Linked DNA regions of Sus scrofa: regions 1 and 2 are each linked to region 3. A link is a contact called in public Hi-C and promoter capture Hi-C data. All regions are on one chromosome and are shown on one strand. The core of a region is the stretch at or near the end of the contact, and the rest is flanking DNA. Distances in the headings are between cores, read along the strand shown. Region 1 holds the start of DUSP27 (inactive dual specificity phosphatase 27). Region 2 holds the start of MPC2 (mitochondrial pyruvate carrier 2). Region 3 holds the start of CREG1 (protein CREG1).

Evidence for each region. Promoter capture Hi-C pulls out the DNA fragments that hold promoters and counts their contacts. Hi-C and Micro-C count contacts between places; a contact is called where the count stands out from the background.
Region 1: a contact with region 3 is called in a promoter capture Hi-C map of fetal skeletal muscle, with 4 times the contacts expected there. The contact joins the promoter of DUSP27 here to the promoter of CREG1 in region 3. A contact is called at or near these places in 1 of 5 promoter capture datasets (fetal skeletal muscle) and 1 of 2 datasets of contacts at active chromatin or transcription factors (skeletal muscle).
Region 2: a contact with region 3 is called in a Hi-C map of liver, with 5 times the contacts expected there. The contact joins the promoter of MPC2 here to the promoter of CREG1 in region 3. A contact is called at or near these places in 1 of 47 Hi-C or Micro-C datasets (liver) and 1 of 2 datasets of contacts at active chromatin or transcription factors (alveolar macrophages).

Annotation. Positions count from the first base shown.
Region 1 is chr4:83,901,012-83,903,711 of Sscrofa11.1, forward strand. DUSP27 (inactive dual specificity phosphatase 27) reads right to left here and starts at 1,302. Exons shown (of 6, transcript XM_003355072.4): 1 at 1,171-1,302; 2 at 390-515. The coding sequence starts at 499.
Region 2 is chr4:83,068,599-83,071,298 of Sscrofa11.1, forward strand. It overlaps MPC2 (mitochondrial pyruvate carrier 2), which reads left to right and starts at 1,316. Exons shown (of 6, transcript XM_003355070.4): 1 at 1,316-1,561; 2 at 1,884-1,994. The coding sequence starts at 1,886. It overlaps DCAF6 (DDB1- and CUL4-associated factor 6), which reads right to left and starts at 1,120. Exons shown (of 19, transcript XM_021089469.1): 1 at 690-1,120. The coding sequence starts at 786. MIR9810 (microRNA 9810) reads left to right here and starts at 1,765; the gene lies at 1,765-1,859.
Region 3 is chr4:83,457,039-83,459,738 of Sscrofa11.1, forward strand. It overlaps CREG1 (protein CREG1), which reads left to right and starts at 1,320. Exons shown (of 4, transcript XM_001928982.4): 1 at 1,320-1,756. The coding sequence starts at 1,403. LOC110260300 (a long non-coding RNA gene) reads right to left here and starts at 7. Exons shown (of 3, transcript XR_002343362.1): 1 at 1-7.

The DNA.
Region 1 (2,700 bases), core at 52-2,551, 440 kb after region 3:
TGGTCTACCATCCCCATTTCCAGCCTCAGTCCTAGGAAATCAAGCTCTACCCTCCAGGGAGAACTGCCAGACTCCTACTCATCCTTTGAGGTTCAAGTTCAGCGTCATCTCTTCCAGGAAGCCTCCTATGATCCTTCTAAGCCCAGGTCTTCCTTTCCCTGGCCCACCACGCACTAGATCCTCGGCATGGTAATTCTGGCACTTACCATGTCATATTTTAATGGGTCTGTTTGCATGTTTGCCTCCTCCAGAAAGTATGACACATAAAAAGTGCTCATCAATGTTTGCTGAATGGGTGAACTTCAAGAGGAGGGTCCCACTTGTCATCATGCTCCCTATTCCACCTCTGCCATGGCTGGAGGGGTTTGGAGCTGAGCAAGTACACTTACTGGCTAGGAGAGGGGCTCCGGAGGTACCGAGCCTGCACAGCCCTCACGTCAGCTTCATCCTCTTCACTTGGGACCACCTGCTCCTCTTCTGGGTCCCCACTGGTCGCCATGACAATCTGTCAGCGTCTGTAGGTTTGGCATGAAAAAGACAGTTAGAAAATCTATTTATGGAGGTTTTGTGTGTAGGGGGGTAGGGAAGGGTGTGTTCAGTGATGTCACTTCAGTGGGACAAGGACTGGGAAAGCCGCCACATGTTAATAGGAAAGTAACCCATGAGGAAAACCCAGTCAGAGTTCGTCCAGCTACCGTTATCAGGACACCAAGACTTACGCCCCGGCCATGTAAATAGCCCATCTTGGAGTCACAAGATTTAAGAAGTGACAACTTGGTGGCTTCCATAGGTGCCGGCAAGAAAGCAGCGAGGGGAAACAGAAGTTTGCCTTGAGCATAACTAAAGCTGAAAAACAGTGAATTCCCCAGACCAGAAAGATCTTTTTGTTGAACCTCCTGGGTGCACTCTCTCTTTCTCTCTTACACACACACACACACACACACACCACTTTTGTCCTTACTGCGGGAGGTGCCTTTTTCAGCGACCCTAACCAAGGCCTGGAGCCACTTCCTGTGGCTCAGGCACCATCTCACATCCCTTTAAGGAACATGATATCCCCAGGAGCTGGTCCCAGACATGGCTGGGCCCTGACACTCAGGGCAGATCTGCTGCCCCTTTGTGTTCAGGTGCTGGGCTCACAGGACAAAATGAGGGGAGACACACACTCACCACCGCTCTGCTGGTATCTCCACACCGAGGGGCAGTCACCCAGTGACTGAGGGACCCAGACGAAACGGCCAGAAGCTCTGACCTCCCTTCTCTCTCCAGTGCTCCTTCTCTGAGGGGCAGGACAGCTGTTCACAGGAAACCTTAGCTACCTTCTAAATTTAGCCTCTGGCCCCACAGCCTGGCAGATCTCTGGGAGGAAGGAATGCAGGCTCAGGACCCAGACCCCAAAGCAGGCCCCACTTAACTCTTTCTCTCCAGGCTGATAATCTGGACAATGACACTGAACAGCAGGGTTGGCAAAGTTCATGCTTCGTGGATGGAGAGGCCTAAAGAAATCTTTGCTTTGGGCTCACTCTCCATACTTTCCTGCCTGGGGCTGCCTATTCAGAGTGCTTCCAGAAGATAATCTAAAGCCAAGGATCTAGAAGAATGAAATAAAGGGAACTTCAGCCTAGAGGGGGATGGGGTAAAGCAGCAGATATATGGAATGAGAGGGTCCTCTGATAGACGTTGGGAGAGCACCCTGGTGCGACTAAAGGGCAGTCATTGCTTGTGACCAGGGCTCCATTTCCTTGAACAGAGATGACTCTGGATAGTGAACTGGGCTGTTGTGCTCCACGACCCCTGCCCCATCCCCCTACCCCACGGTGATGGTCAGTTGGCAACCCTGGGTGATATAAGCATTCCAAAAGATTCAAAACCTCAAATGAGTGCATAACTCACCCTACTCCACCATCATTATGATGGAAACAAAGCCCAATAACCCATTAGTTCACTCCCTCACTCCGCACATTCTATAAGGACCCCATTCCTCTGCCCATGCATTGATCCATTTGTCTACCCATTTACAAATATCTACTGATATCTACTATGTGTCAGGTTCTTTACTTGACCAAAGTTAGTAAGACACATAATTACATGTGTAAAATAATGTTTCTTCCCAGCTAGGTGGAGAAATGCCTGGCACAGAGTATCATTGATAATTGGCTGAATAAATGAATGAGCTCATAGTTTATTAGGAGGGCTGAGACATGAACCAAAAATAACTCAAGTACAAGGCAGAATGTAGTTAGTGTCCTAAGAGAGATCCAGAGTACTATGTAAGTTCAAAGGAGGGAAAGCGCCCTTTTGACTGAAGAAGTTAGGAAAGGCTTTATCAAAGAACAGATAATATATGTCTTTAAGGTACATGTTGAACTATAAGAGCAGATGTGACTGTAGGGGAAGAAATTACAGAGGGAATGGCATGGACAAAGTTTTAGTAGCAAAAATTAGTTTTATATAGTGGTTAAATCTTTGAAGAGAGAAAACAGTGTCGCATGCCGAGACCTGGCACAGCCAGGGTAGGTGCTCCTTTGGATAGAGTGGTCCAGGAAGGCATCTCTGGGGAGGCACAGAGCACCACCACTGACCAGTTGTGAAGCCACCATCCTGGGCATCACAATAGGGGCTCAGTGAGTGACTGCTGAAGAATGGACGACTGACAACAACTGAGTAACCATGGGGGATTCAATCTTCAAAGTTCCATGA
Region 2 (2,700 bases), core at 66-2,565, 390 kb before region 3:
TTTTAGAAAGCTTAACTAAGAAACAGTAAATGCCAAGTGTGTTTCACAGGGGGGGAATGGGAACGTGAAATCCTACACCTCCTTAAAGCGGTCAAAACGACTGAACACCAGAGTCCAACTGGGAATGCGCGCGGGGGTGGGGAGAGCTCAGCTATCACTTTTAGGTTTGGCTCGGAGCCGCAGGACAGTTTACATAGAGTCTGTTTGGAGCGTAAAGTCCCCGAGGGTGGTCAACGCATCACTGGCGACACCTAAGCCCTCCCGAGACTGTAGGGGAGCGGCGGTCAACACAAACTTAGGTCCTTCGGCGGAGCGAGGACAGCGCTGGAGAAGAGCTAAAGCGCCAACTTTTGCTCTAAACGCTGCAGCACCGGGAGGTTCGACAAGTCTTCTCCCGAGTCCCACTCCAGAAGCCACCCTAACACCAACCTTAGCCACTACTGTCTGCCCCCGGTCCGACCCCCCGAGGAAAACCCAGCAAGGGCGGCGGCTGGCAGCATGCAAAGGGGAGGCTTGGCCGTGGGAGGACACGGGCGCAGAATCCGACGGCCGAGGTCCACCCAGCATCCCTGAGTCTCCGGGGGACCCCTACCAGGCGCTATCCCACCTCCAACAGCCCCCGCGGCGCGGCCCCCTCCCCCACCTCTGGGCGGCGACCTCAGCGCCTCCGCCCCGGGGCCCCTGCTCACCCAGGTAGCGGCTCCGCAGCCGGGAGGGGTCCTCCAGCCCGAGAGACCTTTTCCTCACGTCCCACAACAGGTGTGGGCAGGAACCACCCCGAGACATGGCTCTGCCGGGCCGGGGGAGGAGGGGAGACCACCGCGTGGGGGAGGGGAGGAAGGGGAGGGGACACGCGGCTCAACACCCCAGCCGCACCGGCACCATCCGCGCGCCGAGCCTCGCGGGCGCAGCGAGTTAGATGGCGGCGGCAGGATCGACCCGCGCGCCTTCGCCCCCGAAGCCTGGCCGCACCCGGGCCAGAGCTCGCCTCATACTCTCCCTCTCAGACTACCCAGAACATCCAGAGATCAGCAACAGTCCCCTCCCTCGGCCCCCCTCCAACAGGAGGAGACCGAGGAGGCGGAAGCGGCCTCGACTCCTCCCTCTCCTCGTTCTCTACACCCTCCCTTCCAAGCCTTCTCGCGAGATAACGACCACCTTGGGGACTGAGGCAGGTGTGCGCCAACGCTGCCCTTACCCTAGAAAAATGGGTTCAGACCACTCTAGCCAAATCCTTTATGCTTTTTGGATAAATGAGGACTAGAGGGAGAAGGAGTTGAAATCAGAAGTTTTTCGCTCACGAGTCTCATTCCAAAGGAAGCAAGAGAATTGTGCGGCGTCATCTTTAGTCGGGGCACGGGAAGGCCCGAAAAGCCCATTTTAACTAGGGGCCTCCTTAACCAAAGTGAAAGGGGATCAGAAGCGGTGCAGCTTCACTTTCCCTTCTCCAACATGGCCTCCAGGGCAGCAAGGAGAAATTGGAGGTTTGCTCTGGACCCCGCCCGCGCCTCGGGGCTGGCCAATCACCGCGGACAGTTCTAGTTGCGCAAGCGCACTACAGGTAGGACGCGAGGTTGATTCGGTGAGGCAATCCTTTTGCCACCTGTTTCCATGACCCCTCCTCCTCTTAGGCGGTGGGAGGCCAGTAGGCGGGCTGGGGGCGGGCCATCGCAGTGTCTCCGCCCCGTCCACCTTCTCTGGGTGCGGGCCCGCGGGTAGTTGGAAAGAGGTCAGGCAGAGCTACGGGAAGGGCACCCGGAGGAAGAGGAGGGCGAGAGGCGTTGAGGCAGGGGAGAGTGACGAGGTGCCCTTCATTGTCAGCCAGGGACGAGCACGCGGCCACTCTCCCCTCACTCCGACTGCCCACGATCACTCGTCCGCAGAAATGTCAGCCGCCGGCGCCCGGGGCCTGCGAGCCACCTACCACCGGGTTCTCGATAAAGTGGAGCTCCTACTGCCTGAAAAATTGAGGCCGTTGTACAACCACCCAGCAGGTAATGAACCCAGAGTGGCTCTCACCGAGTCCTTCCCTCCCCGTCCCTCTAAGAGACGTTTAGAGGCCCGCTGACAACTCTGCCGCTGGAGGCGTCACCCACAGCCCCATCCCCTTCCCTTTAAGTGAAACCGTGTACTCTTTCTTGCATTTCACGTTTTCTTTTCCAGCATCTTTCATCAACTCCTAGTTTTCAAGCAAGCGCCCTTTGCGACCTTGGTTGCACCTCATCCCTTAGGCACCATTCACACCCGGACCAGGCCTCTGGGTTTCATCCTTCTCCGTTTCTGCGGCCAGGAAAGGGTCTTGGGCCATTAGGAAACCTCATTTCCTCTTTTCCTCCAAGAGTAGTGGTATATTGACCCACGCGGAGAAGAGCTGTCGTACCGCACCGGCGGATTTAGAGTAAAGGTCGTACTTCCTCAAACTCCAGCTGACAGGCCTGCAGATGTGTTACCCGGGTTTCTGAGTCAGTGTCATTCCTTGTCCCATAGGCCTAGTTTTTTTAAAGTTAACCTTATTTATTAAATTACTACTAAACCAGCTCTCCCTAGACCTTTTTGTGCGGACGGACCTGGATTTAATTCTGCTCAGCTTGCTTACTATAGGTGTGACCTTGGGCGAAATCTTTTATCTTAACTTCTGTAAAATCTGATCGATGTGAGAGTTAAAGATAGCATATGTGTCTGTTTCTTTATAAATTCTCC
Region 3 (2,700 bases), core at 70-2,569:
TTGCTATTTCTTGGGCCGCTCCCGCGGCATATGGAGGTTCCCAGGCTAGGGGTCAAATCGGAGCTGTAGCCTCCGGCCTACACCAGAGCCACAGCAACGCGGGATCCGAGCCGCGTCTGCAACCTACACCACAGCTCATGGCAACGCCGGATCGTTAACCCACTGAGCAAGGGCAGGGACCGAACCCGCAACCTCATGGTTCCTAGTCGGATTCGTTAACCACTGCGCCACGACGGGAACTCCATGTACCCAAGTTCTGGCTGAGTAGCCTGAGAACCTTCCAGGCTCAATGTGGGGAAGCCGAGTTGGAGACCGGAAATGGAGGCGGGGCTTCAGTTCACACACCTGTGGCCCACACCTGCCTGCTCAGGTGACTGGTCCGGGGCCCCAAGTTACTTCACCTTTGTTGAACACCTCAGCCTCTGAAGGCTGCTTATACCAGAGCCAGGTTTAGAAACTGACAACCTCCTGCCCCAGCACCACCACACTGGCCTTTATAACAATGATTAAAGTAGGGGCGTGAGGCCAGGTCAAAATAATGAGGATTCGCTATGAGGAGGTGTGATTAAAGCTTATAATTATAAGGCGGGCACATCAGGTGGTATGAGCCTACTTGCCAATTGCCAGAGTATCAGAAAGAGGAGGCACCCCTGGAAAAACGGAAGAGACTTTCTTAGGAGGAGCAAAGGGAAACGCCACGTACATGAGGTGAGGGATGAGCAAAAGCAAGACATCTGTGAAACCACAGTCCCCGAGCCTTATAACCACGGTCCACAACTGGTTTCAATGAGTTCAAATACGTGCATGGAATCCTGACAATCCCCTGGTATCTCTGAGGGACTCCCGGGCCAGGAGTAATAAGTTATTGAGGTGTTAAACTTTGGGGCTTCTGTTTTCCCCCTGGGACCCTTGCTGCTCTTTGGTCTTTACTCTTTATAGTGGAGTAACCAGACAGTGAAGTAAACAGACAAGAGGAGCATGTGAAGAAAACACAGCATTTCCTCTCAGATGCCAGGTAGCCAAATCCAAAGGTATTAAAGGAAGGGGGTGTGTGTGAAGAGACTGGTCCTTTCCTAGGAATATGACTTAGGCAAGCTGCTTAATTTCTCTAAGCCTCTGCTTTTCCTCGGTCCAAAACGACCACCCCCTTTAGGAAGATTTCGCAATCCTGTCAGAGCGGCGGGGCGGAGCTGCAGGAAGGTGGGTAAACAGCTTCCTCGCAGCACGTTGCGGGGGCGGGCCGAGGGACACGCCCTCTCCGCCCATCACCCCCGTACTCCCATTGGTCCTCTTCGGAAGGGGCAGGATCGGTTTGCCCCGCGATGGGCGGGGCCCGGGCGCGCACGCCTAGTCTTGGGACCCGGTAGGCCCCGGACGCGGAACTTTTGCTGGAGTCGCGGACATGGATGGTCGTGCCCGCGGGTCTGCGCGCGCCGTGCTCGCCTTCCTGCTGGCTCCCGCGCTGGTGGCCTTGTTGGTGACACCAGCGCGTGGCCGAAGCGGCCAGGGCCACGGGCACTGGGACGCCACCGGGCTGCTGCCGCCGCTCCCGCCCCGCGAGAATGCGGCGCTTGTGGCCCGCTTCGTGACGAACCTCTGCGACTGGGGCGCGCTGGCCACCATCTCCACGCAGGAGGGGGTGCGGGGCAGGCCCTTTGCCGACGTCTTATCTCTCAGCGACGGCCCCCCAGGCAAGGGCACCGGCGTCCTGTACTTCTATCTTAGCCCGTTGCAGCAATCAGTAGGCAACTTGCAGGTGAGCGGGAGGGGCCGTGTGGCACCGCGGGCCGAAGCGCGAGCCTTTTGACTGTCGCTTAAATTCTGTTGAGGAAGGAGAGCCGGCCTCGTAGAGATAAGAATTTGAACGTAGGCCAAACCTACCTCTTCTTTCCCGAGCTGGCTAGGCGAGCATTGCAGCTTTTCTATTGCTGGGCAGCTAAATATCAGGAATTTCACACACGCCCTCGCCACTGCGCAATGCACTTCTAGTGAATTCTCTACCAGCACCTGGAGGACTTCTCACCTGGGGTCGTTTTGGGTTACGGTGTCTCACTGAACTCTTATTAAAAGTTTTACAGGGTGTGGAGACTTTTGGGTAGTTTAGCACTTAGTATAACTGGCTTTGGGATTTCTCTTTCTTATCCCTCCTTTGAATTAAGAATTTTCCCTTCAGCAGCAAGAAGTAAATACAACATTGTGTATGATTATTGCAGTCTTTTTTTTTTTTTTTGGTCTTTTTAGGGGTGCACCCGCGGCATATGGAGGTTCCCAGGCTAGGGGTCTGCAGCTGCCAGTCTACACCACAGCAACACCAGATCCAAGCTGCATCTGTGACCTACACCACAGCTCACTGCAACCCGGATCCTTAACCCATTGAGTGGGGCCAGGGATTGAACCCACGTCTTCATGGATACTGGTTGGGTTGGTTACTGCTGAGCCACAATGAGAACTCCAGAGGTTAACACTGTTGATAATGATAAGATGAAAGAAACCTTATATTTAATATAAGGTTTGATATAACCTTGTTCCAGGCTGACCTTTTCATTCATCTTCCATTCATCGTCTCCTTTAATAACGCTTTGAAGTGGGTATTACCATCCCCATGCTGCAGATGAAGAACTTGAATTTTAGGTTATGTAACTTGCCCAAAGCCAGTGGCCACACTCCAGTTTCACCCCAGCTCTGTCGGCCTTCAAAACA